Regions from separate parts of the Hordeum vulgare genome. Here region 2 is linked to region 1. The links are chromatin contacts, called in public Hi-C maps. All regions are on one chromosome and are shown on one strand. The core of a region is the stretch at or near the end of the contact, and the rest is flanking DNA. Distances in the headings are between cores, read along the strand shown.

Region 1 (5,397 bases), core at 1,849-4,348:
TTTGATTTATCTTTTACTCATCGGACATAATCATAGAAAATATATTTTCATGCTTTGACCAACAGTTAGTGCAATAATTTATAGTTTATGTTGAACTAAATAGACATCATTAGTTTTGTAAAAAAGAATCTATGGTTTTGTAGCCATTGACCACATATTGTAGTAGTGATTTATGGCCAAAGCATGAATTAGACAGTCAAAGTGCAACACAAGGGCAAATTAGGAACGCAACATATTAAGTGAGAACAATAAGATCAGTTTAAATGATGTGATTCTTTCTGTTTACCTTGAGCTGGCTGATTTTTCTTGTCGTTGAAGCATGGTATTCTAAAAACTAAGAAAACCCACATAAACGAAATTATGGCTTACTGAATCCTACAACAAACTATACAAGACGTTCTTTGTTGCGATCATAATAAGTGAAAAATAAGTTTTTAAATATATTTGGGTTGCAATCAATTGTTGCTTTTCTCTCTCTATCGTAAAAGGTCTTTATTCCGCATAATCTCTCGTTGCAACTTTGACTAAGTTTTGGGGATTTTTCTTTTGCTGTTTTCACCATAGTTTCCTGAATGCTAACATACTTTGACTATGTTTTATTTTTTGGAGGGGGGGGGGGGCGTATTTTTCTGGATGACAAATAAATTGACCGTGATTTCTGAAGCATCGCTCACTTTTGAAATAAAGCAATACTCTGCATAAATCTAACGCTAGCGACCTCCTTTCGTAGCATTTCCAATTCAATGTGGAGTAGTTGAAGGGCCTCTTTTGCTTGAAGATTTATTCCCCCAAGAATTCGTTCTGTAGAGAATTTCCTCGCGGAAACAATGTATTGAAGATTTTTTTCCTTTTTGACTACCGAGAGATGAACATATCTCGATGCGTATGTGATGAATGTGCACTGCGTAAGTATACACCATGAGCTTTAGTTATCCAATGTGTATGTGTATGTCTAAAGAACCTATAAATTTCTTTTTTGAACCTATAAATTTCTATAGATCAGAGTCCTTGTCGCAAAAAGAAGAAAAAAAACTACGGTAGTTTCGAGAAGAATGCACGAAAATATCCGGTCGAAAGTTCCACGAAGCTTCCAGCCCCCGTGGAATCACAAGTGAGGACGCACTAGCTCAGAACCCCAACCTTGTGCCTGCAAGGTGCCGGTCACATATGTAGGTCCTCCGGTGGGGTGTCAAACGATGATGGCCGAGCACTAATTTTGCTTTTAATGGAACCTGTTGGCTTCCATTTCTTGCGTGGTGCCGCGTCCGTCCTTTCGATCATTTGCACACTTATGGTATGGGTGACCGTCACGTCCAGATAACCGGCCACACATTTTGTCAAAAGGAAAAGGCGAAGGCGACATCACCACCCAGCACTGGCCGCGTTTTTTGCATCACCCTCGAAGCTGTACTGTCGTCTTTTCTCTCTGTTTTCCAAGCAGCTACGATCCAATTATATTATCAAAGCGTGGGAAACTGAAATGGTTTGTTGACTTGCAGACGGCACACGCACGGGTAGTTTTTTTTTCTTTTTCTTTTTTTTGAGTTGGCGCACACGTACGTAGCTAATTTTGTTGCTACCTACGACCCTGTCAACGGTCAGCATGCACGAAGAGGCTCCTCTATACATCGTTGGCATGGCAAACACGACAAGCAAAACGCTTTGCTCGTTTTCTACGTTTTAGGTCGACCAGAAGGGCCCTTTTGAGTGTCATCTTTCCTCCATATTGTTCCAACAAACGGCCTAGCTAGCATAGCCTCTTTTTTCAAGATGTCACCTTCTTCCGTGCGTCTGTTCTGCACAGAGGGTGTAGTTATAAGCTACTAGCTCGAGATGGTTCACCCGTTCGCTGTGTCCAAAGTCCAAACGCGCTTTTGAACGGAGACCCCACCGCACACAGTGCAACATGAGCGCTGGCTAGCCATATGTGGCGATCCTAGCAGCGGATCCATTCTAGGACGTGTACGGTTGCGAGTTGAGACAGCAAAATCACTGCTACGTAGCGTGAGTACGCACTATGTCGTGTGGAGAACAAAAGCTAGTACAAGGACCGGGAGCTTTCCGTGGACACGTCAGGGGCGTGTTGTCTGGGAGCTGCCGCGCGCATCTCATCTCATCTCATCTAATCTAATCTAATCTAATCTCTTCTGGTGCAACCCACTAGGATGGATATCGATCACTTCATCTCGAATCTCTAATCACTCACCAAAGAGAGAGAAAAAAATCACATAATAAAGAACAAGCAAGAAGTAGAGTGCAGATGGGAGTGATTAATTTAGTGAAGGCAGAGGTAGAGTAGAGTAGAGTATTGCAAGGCAGTGTTAGTTTGGAGGAGGGTGGTTACGTACGTAGGTGTTGAGCTGGCGGACGAAGGAGGAGAAGTTGCAGTGCTTGAAGTGGAGCGGGAGGAGGTCGCGGGCGAGCTCCACCGGCTTCCACACCACGAACGACCGCCCATGCTCCCCCCACGAGATCACCTCGTCCGTCCCGCGCTCCTCCACCATCTGGTGCGTCTTGGTCAGGAACGGCGCCGGCCCTCCGCCGCCTCCCTTCATCACAACGCCGCCGCCACCCTTCTGCTGCTGCTGCTGCGCCGCCGCCGCCCCGGCCATCCCCGCCCGCTTAATAATCACCTAACAGTAACAGATGCCTCTCTACCTAATACTAATAAGCTTGTTGTGTGTATGTATGTATGTATGTATGTACGTGATTGGAGTATAATCAAGGATGGATGGAGAAGCTAGCTAGCAGGAGACGGCGGCGGAGAAGAGGAGGAGCGCGGTGAGGAACTCCCAGCCCCAGACGTAGAACCCGGTGACGACACCGCGGCCTCCTCCCATGTAACCGGCACGGTGGTGCGTCCGCCTCCCTTCAGCCGGGTTTTGTCCGTGGTCACCACCACGACGCCTCGACTCTCCTCCCTTCTTCTACCTCCGCTAGCCCCGCCCGCCCCTGCAGCAGCGCAGAATATAAAGGTCGACGGAGAGGCGGCGAGGGGGGCTCGGCACCGCACGACGTCGGGAGCGCGGCGCGAGCGCGAGCGGAGGCTGCTTTCGGCCCGGGGCTCTGACTGGCTTTGAGTGCGTGCGTGCGTGCGTGCTCGCTCCCGGCCCGGCCGGTCCAAATAAGAAGCTTCCCCAAGAGTCGTGGCCGCTGCGCGCTCTGCCGTGCTCCGTGGACGGCGTCCACCGTGGACCAGACAAGACTAGCGGCCGCGTGGGTGTCGCGGGTTTGTCCATGGCGTATGGTGGGACGGGTGCATGGAGGCAGCGGGGGGCGGGCGAGGAGGAATCGGGTGTGCTTTCGTCAACGCACCTGGGCCGCTTCTAACGCTTCGAGAAATGTCGGGACCGGAATTTCTTCTCCGTTCCGTTCCCTTATCTTTCTTTTGGGTTTTTTTTTTTCCGGGGAGAAAGCGACGGCATCGAAAGCGGATTTTCTCGATTCGGTGGCGGCTTTGCCCGTTTGCATCCATCCATCGCCGATCCCGATCGGTTTGTCCTCTTCCTCCTCTCGGTCTCGTGCCACCTGTATCTGCATGTATCCTTCTAGTCTGACTCAACTTTATCAATCCCAACCCAACGCCACAGACGACGGAAAACGGTGCACAAAACACAACCGGCTGAGTGCACGCTTCTTTCTCTGGACGTTTCTCTCGCCTACAGCAGCTGTAGTTCCTGGAAGATTCAGGCCGCGTTCGGTGCACAGGAATTCTGTAGGTCCGATTTCCACCGGATTATTTCCCTGTAAGCAGGAATCAGCACTGTAAATTTCACAGGAAAGTATCCACGGCCTGTAATTTTCAAGGGAAATATAACATCTGCCCAGATCAAAGGAAACGACCTGTGGGAAACCTTTGGCTTGGGTTGACAAATAAAACATGTGATCAATTGTATAAAAGTGATGCCTTCGTAGGGGTAAAGATGTCTTCCCAATACACATTCTTTCATTTTGTATATAAGTAGGTCTTTCACATTGCAATAAAATTACTGCATCATTTAGATTCTTTATTTGTCCCTTTGCATTCTTTCTACAACACGTTATCAACGCATAGGCTCTACCAAGAGAGCAAATTGACGACAGAAAAAAAGATCTGTCGCGTGTATGCGCTAAGACGCTCGACCACTACGCCGCTCAATCCAGCGCGGCAGCACAACGCCACTCAATCGGCCGATCACAGTGGCAACAAAATCACGTGATGGCACGATTGCGCAGGGACATGCAGCAACAGCGCCTCGGAGCATGCATGAGATTAATCAATTTTGGTTGTCTTCTTGCGATTAAAAGATACTGAGTAAGAAGATCTGATCCATTGTGTTTTCTTACGAGAATTTCTTCATCTCTTCATCGATTCAATCACGAAGAGGCCGACTGCATGGAAACAGCAATGCCATTGGGGCCGATGGCTGCCGATGCCTGGACGAGGAGCCGGATCATCGAACTAGGGATGTGTTCCTTCAACAAAGGCGACGAATCAGTTCCTATTCGTCCACAACAAAAGGATCAGCATGCATGCATCCGCACGGGATCCGCATACATGCATCCGCACGGGAGAAAACAATCAGGAGAACACTTATTTGATTTCCTTTCTCTGGTCATACAAGGATTTATCCACTCACATGCATCCGTATAATAAATTGATTAGAAGAAAGTAGCCCATACAATTAAGATCTACTAATCACTATTGTGCAATTTCTATTCATCTGTGATGTATGTACTCATAGCTTGGATCGAGCGTGTGCTAGTTCAAGAAAAAAAAGGGGAAGATCTTCACCTAAGCGACCTGGTACGGAGCAGTCAAGAGCAGCGGACTACTTAATACTCGTACACGGCAACATAGATGGATTCGCATCCTCCGGTCATGAGCCTCGGTCCCGTCACAGTGCAATAGCGTCTGCATCCCGACACAACCGCGCCAAGACAAAAGACCATGTGTGAGGTTAGTTCTGCAAGGCAACGCGCTCCGACGCAAAAGTGGGCGCTCATAGCCGCGGCCTCTCGGCGGTGTGGAATGGCCGGTACCCCGTCGAGCGGTGCCCTTCAGCCAGATGGCCTCAATCTCTAGGCTACTCGCGGCGATTAAGAGGAAATTCCTCTCATGAATTTGTAACCGCACGGGGACGGATAAGTCTATCTCTTTGGCTATTTTTATATGAGCCATCGGATTAATCTATAATCCATTATAAGTTTTTGAAGTTTCTATTTCAGCCTTTAGGCTTATAAGACCGTGAGGTTTAATCCTCAATCTTATTAAAAACTGCAAACAAGTCATAATCCTCGTTGGACTTAACAGTTTAGCCCCAAGGCTTACCGTTTTTAGCAAATAGCCATAAGGTTATTGTTATTTGCGTTTTATGCCACAAGCTTCAGAGCAAATATACAAGATAGACCATCGGG
Region 2 (5,397 bases), core at 897-3,396, 490 kb before region 1:
GGTCGCCCGACGGCAACACTCGGACTCACAACATCGGGAATCTATTGAATCAGCACAACCGATGCTTGGATCCGGCGTCGCTGCCTCACCGAAGACGGTGCGGTCCATCTGGCGTCCGAACGTTGTGGCAGACGTGCAACCCCTCTGTTGGCGCGCCGAGGATGCACCATGGGCGTCCTCAGACGCTATCATGGCGCGGAGTGCCCACTATGCCATGCATCAGACATGGGAGGCGACGGGAGCCATTGCGGCGATGGACGTTGGAGAGGTGGAGTCACATTCTCCGCGTTCCGTACAATGCACCGGGCGGGCGCCGCAACCACATCATGATGGACATCTTCTCCTTTCAGGGTTACGAGCTCCGACGAGGAAGAGTAAGGCATGGGAGACGGTAGGAGCTCGACTCTCGTGAGCCGGCTAGTGTTCCATGTCCTACTCTACTTCACCGGTGACCGGACCGACACTACAAGGGGCGAAGCTGGCTGCTGGGCATGGACATGGCGGAATTAGATGAGCTCCGCTTGTATTAGGTTTATGTTGTATGTAATAATATAGATTTGAAGTTTCTAATTTAAGGCAACCGGTTGTAAAATGCATTATTTGAGGACTGTGCATGCGTTTGAGTGGTCGGATTTATCAAATACGGTTGTAAATGCTCTTAGAGTATCTAAATTAGGGCTTTGCAAAACTGATATCGGAGACTGTCTCGTGCATCCATGGACACTGACATCTTAAGTCTTAAATTTGATGATCTGCATTCAGATACCTCATATGATAAACCATAAATCCATATAAAAGCATGCACGTAGATCAACTATTCTATACTATCCTAATCCTCATTGGAGATGCCCGCTATCTTCGTGCCCGGCTCCGGGTACATGGATGGCAGCTGCAGCTCAGGCTACCCCGCCTCCGCTTTCTCTACATCTTCCTCTGCCTCCGAGTCGAGTTCGACACAAAGAGCATCGTTCGCCGCCCGCTCCTGCAGGATGAAGTGCCGGTTTGCCTCCACATAGGCCTCATCCTAGATGGACTATAGCATGGCATGCTACTCCATCATCTCGTCCGCTTGGGCGACCGCGAACTCCACCTCCGCGTCTTCCATGTTGAAGCCCGTAGCCGGAGCCAGGTCCCTCCTCGTATTCATGTCCTTCATTGGAACTGGATATTGCTGCTGCTCCTCCTTCTTTTACTCCGGATCTGACGAGTCCGTAGGCAGGCCGACAGTGATGAGGGCGGAACGCCTCGTCCGGTTTTGCTCCTCGATCTGGAAGCGGCGTTCCGACTTGAGCATTTCTTGTGTAGTCTTCTTCTGTCGGGCGATTGCGAAGCCGGGCAACGTGGGATGAACAGCGGAGTGGAAGATAGGATGTGGATGGGCTCGAGCTGGCGGTACGGAGAGGGAGGTGGATTTGGCTAGGGTTAGGGGACGCCAACCGGTTAAATAGCTGGATTTGGCCTCGGACGGCGAGCCGACGTGGTGTCACATGGCGTTCACACCCACATCGAAGGTGTTGTACGTCGGACCGTCCGGTTTTCGGCCGACTTCGCGTAGGACCCCTTCGTTAGTCCGGCATGACGGACACGTCCAAACGTGCTTGGGCGCCCCATATCCTCGCCTTGGGATGGATATATCGAATTTCGGTAAGGCCAGATGCTTGAGGTCCATTTGAAGAGCGTGTCTGGATTGCTTTTTTGTGATCGAATATGATTAGGTCATCTGTTTGGACGTTTAAGACGGGTTTGAGACCTTCGACTATAGATACTCTTAGACATATTCAACTATGACCCTGAAAATTTCTCTCGCACCCGATGTTACAACCACATGAGGAAGATATGCAACCGGCAGAGGCGCCGTGTCAGCCATGGCCGTGCTTGGCGGGGATCCGACGATGACGACGCAACGACGAGGAAAATGGTTGAGACGGGCAGCAAGCCAGCAACGCGCGGGGATCCGGTGCTCGTCGGGAAAGAAAGGGCGAAGAGATCAGACGGTTCAGCAGCGCTCGATCTGGGGGCTTTCTCCGTCACGACTATTTTCTCGTGTTTCCACCTAGCGAAGAAAGAAAAAACTTGACTATTTGTCCGACTTTGGGACATGGTTCACTGGGTGGGCCCCAGGACTGGACCCCGCGCCGGTGGCGTGGGCTGGCAGATCGCACCATGCGGTCGCCGTCGGCCGGCACTGCTCGCGCGCGCGTCTCCACTGCGGCCTGCGGGTCGACTTCCTCCGGTGATGTGGCGCCATTTATTGCCATTCCCCGCATCCTCCCACCCATCCATCCATCCATCCATCCTGGTGCTGCAGTGTGTGGCTTCGTCGCCGATAGCTTCGCCAGCAGGCCGGTGAGCTTCCCAGGAGTCGCCGCCTCCGCTTGACTTGCCACAGGTCCGGTGGTTTCGATCTCCGTGTTGCCCGTTGCGCCTATACTCCTATCCCCATGGTTTGATTTCGGGTTTTCGTCCTCGGATTTTGCAGCTTCCCCTCCGAACTCTGAGCTCTGAAGCCGAGCAGGGAGGTGCTCCCGGAGAGCCGCCGGCGCACAGCCCAGCGCGAGCTAGCAATCGAGGATGGAGATCGTGACGGGGGCCATGAGCACCCTCCTGCCCAAGCTGGGCAGCATGCTCAAGGAGGAGTACAACCTGCACAGGAAGGTGAGGGGCGAGATCCTGTTCCTCACTGCCGAGCTGGAGAGGATGGAGGCCGCTCTCGTCGAGGTTTCAGAGGCCCCGGTTGACCACCCCCCTAGTAAACTCGTCAGGCTTTGGGCCAGGGACGTCAAGGACCTGTCGTACGAAATCGAGGACAGCGTCGACAGATTCATGGTGCATCTCGACGGCCGTGCGGAGGAGAAGGCGCAGAGCTTCATGGGTTTCATCCACAGGGGCATCGACCTGTTGACGAGGGCCAAGACGCGCCACAAGATCGGCACCGAGGTCAGGCACATCAAGAGCCGCATCACGGAGGTCAGCGCACGGCGCGATAGGTATAAGGTTGACAAGGCTGTTGAACAGCCTGTCGTCACAAGCGTTGATAGCCTTCGCCTGTCGGCTCTCTACAAAACGGAGACGGAGCTCGTCGGCACCGAAGAGAAGATCCGAGAGCTAGTCGAGACGATGACCGAGGAGGTGGACGAGGCGTCGAAGCAGCAGCTCAAGATTGTCTCCATTGTTGGTTTCGGGGGGTTAGGCAAGACAACTCTTGCTAATGCGGTGTATCAGAAGCTTAAATCACAATTCGATTGCGGGGCTTTTGTTTCCGTGTCTCTTAATCCGAACATGGAGAAGATTTTCAAAAACATTCTTCATCAACTTGACAAGCACAGGTATAGTAGCATCAATGAAGCGATGTGGGGTGAAGCACAACTCATCGGCGAGCTAAGGGATTTTCTTCTAAACAAGAGGTACGAATCTAAGCATCAACTTTACCATTTAACTTGTTAAACTTTATGAGTTTAGCATGTCATCGATGCTTGCTCAACTGATATCCAGTTTTGGGTGCGGTCCATGTTCCTAGCAGTGGAACAACTTCAGGAGGTCTTTGGTTCAAGTTCCTGTAGAAATAAAGATATAAGAAATTAAAATTCTACTTTGTATGTTAAAACTTTCATATCTGAACTTCAATTTTAAACTTCAGTGCAGTTTTTAATGGTTTGAATAACAGGAGTTGAACTAGGCTTAAAAGGTTTTACAGAGCTAGTCCATGTTACATAAGTTGTTACTCCCTCCGTCCTATAATATAAGATGTTATTACAACCAATGTTCTCATAGATTGGTTGTAATAACATCTTATATTATGGGGAGGGAGTAGTAGATATTTCTATTATTTGCTTGACTTCTTTTCTCATCAAAGATATTCAGTCAATAAGTATATCACCCAAATAAGCATGTCACAGGTTTTAGTGTTCTTAGCATTCTTAAATTATGATCCTTTACTAATATTCTTTTCTAAATAATTATATCCCCTTGAGTACTAATGAGGTTTAGTTTAACCGTAAACAATTGGATCCAATTCAAGGCAGCCCATATGCTGTCTGTCCTCAGTTTCTATCTTCATTATTTCCGATATTCGTAATTTCTTTTGTTCTAACTCGGTTCTCATATGTGAGCAATTAGATGTTGACTATATACCGACATTACATCAGAACTAAGTTATTTCCTTTCCTGTTGATACGCTTTCACTTGTGTGCGCTTGTCAAAAGAGAAGTTCATATATGGATTGCTAATGTATGGTCCTTTGGTATCCTTTTGTAGGTATTTCATTGTGATTGATGACATATGGAACATTTCTGTATGGAAGACAACCAGACATGCTTTCATTGAGAACAGATGTGGAAGTAGAATAATCACAACAACTCGTATTTTTGATGTTGCCAAACAAGTTGGTAGTGTTTATGACCTAAAGCCTCTTTCTCCTATCGACTCAAGAAAGTTATTCCACCAAAGGATATTTGGTGTTGAAAATCCTCCGATTCAATTAGCTGAAGTATCTGAGAACATTCTAAAGAGATGTGGTGGAGTACCATTAGCTATCATGACAACAGCTAGTATGTTAGCTACTAAAAGAGGAAATGATTGGTCCAAGGTGTACCAATCTATGGGTTCCGGGCCACAAGATAGTTCTGATATGCAGGACATGAGAAGGATATTGTCAGTCAGTTACTATGACCTACCTGCACATCTAAAGACATGTTTATTGTTTATCAGTGTGTATCCAGAGGGTTATACCGTTGTAGCTGAAGATTTAATATGGCAATGGATTGGTGAAGGTTTTGTTCAGGAAGAACATGGGAAGAACTTGTATGAAGTAGGAGAGGAATACCTTGCTCAGCTTATTAACAAAAGCTTGATTCAACCTGTAGATATTGGGTCTGATAATAAAGTGAGTTCTTGTCGTGTGCATGATATGGTGCTTGACCTCATCACTTCCCTTTCAAGCGAAGAGAACTTCCTAACAACAGTAGGTGGTCTGCAGCCTGTGTCTACATCAAGTAAGATACATCGACTGTCTGTACAAACCAGGAATGAAGATGATTTAAAAAGGCTGGCAACCATGGGCTTGTCTCATGTAAGATCACTTTCTGTATTTGGGCAAGATATCAATTTACTTCCAGCCCTCTCAAGCTTTCCAGTCATACGTGCATTGGATTTAAGTTACTGTCTGGATGTGGATAACCATCATGTCAAGATTATATGCAATCTGCTTCACTTGAGGTATTTACGGTTGTGCAATACATCCATAACTGAGATCCCAGAAGAGATTGGGAATCTGCAGTTCTTGCAGGTACTGGACATAAGTCAGACTGGAATAGAAGCGTTGCCGCCAGAATTTGTTCGGCTAACGCAACTAGTGTACCTGCATATTGACAGGTGGACCAAGCTGCCAGATCAGTTTGG

The links. A called contact is a pair of places that touch in the nucleus more often than the background predicts.
Region 2: a Hi-C map of seedling shows a contact between it and region 1, with 2.1 times the contacts expected there. The contact joins the promoter of LOC123398679 here to the promoter of LOC123398658 in region 1. A contact is called at or near these places in 2 of 6 Hi-C or Micro-C datasets (leaf and seedling).

Annotation. Positions count from the first base shown.
Region 1 is chr5H:459,849,180-459,854,576 of MorexV3_pseudomolecules_assembly, reverse strand. LOC123398658 (heat stress transcription factor B-1-like) reads right to left here and starts at 3,098. Exons shown (of 2, transcript XM_045093110.1): 1 at 2,349-3,098. The coding sequence starts at 2,612.
Region 2 is chr5H:460,340,799-460,346,195 of MorexV3_pseudomolecules_assembly, reverse strand. It overlaps LOC123398679 (disease resistance protein RGA5-like), which reads left to right and starts at 2,146. Exons shown (of 4, transcript XM_045093127.1): 1 at 2,146-2,389; 2 at 2,480-3,404; 3 at 4,255-5,397. The coding sequence starts at 2,572.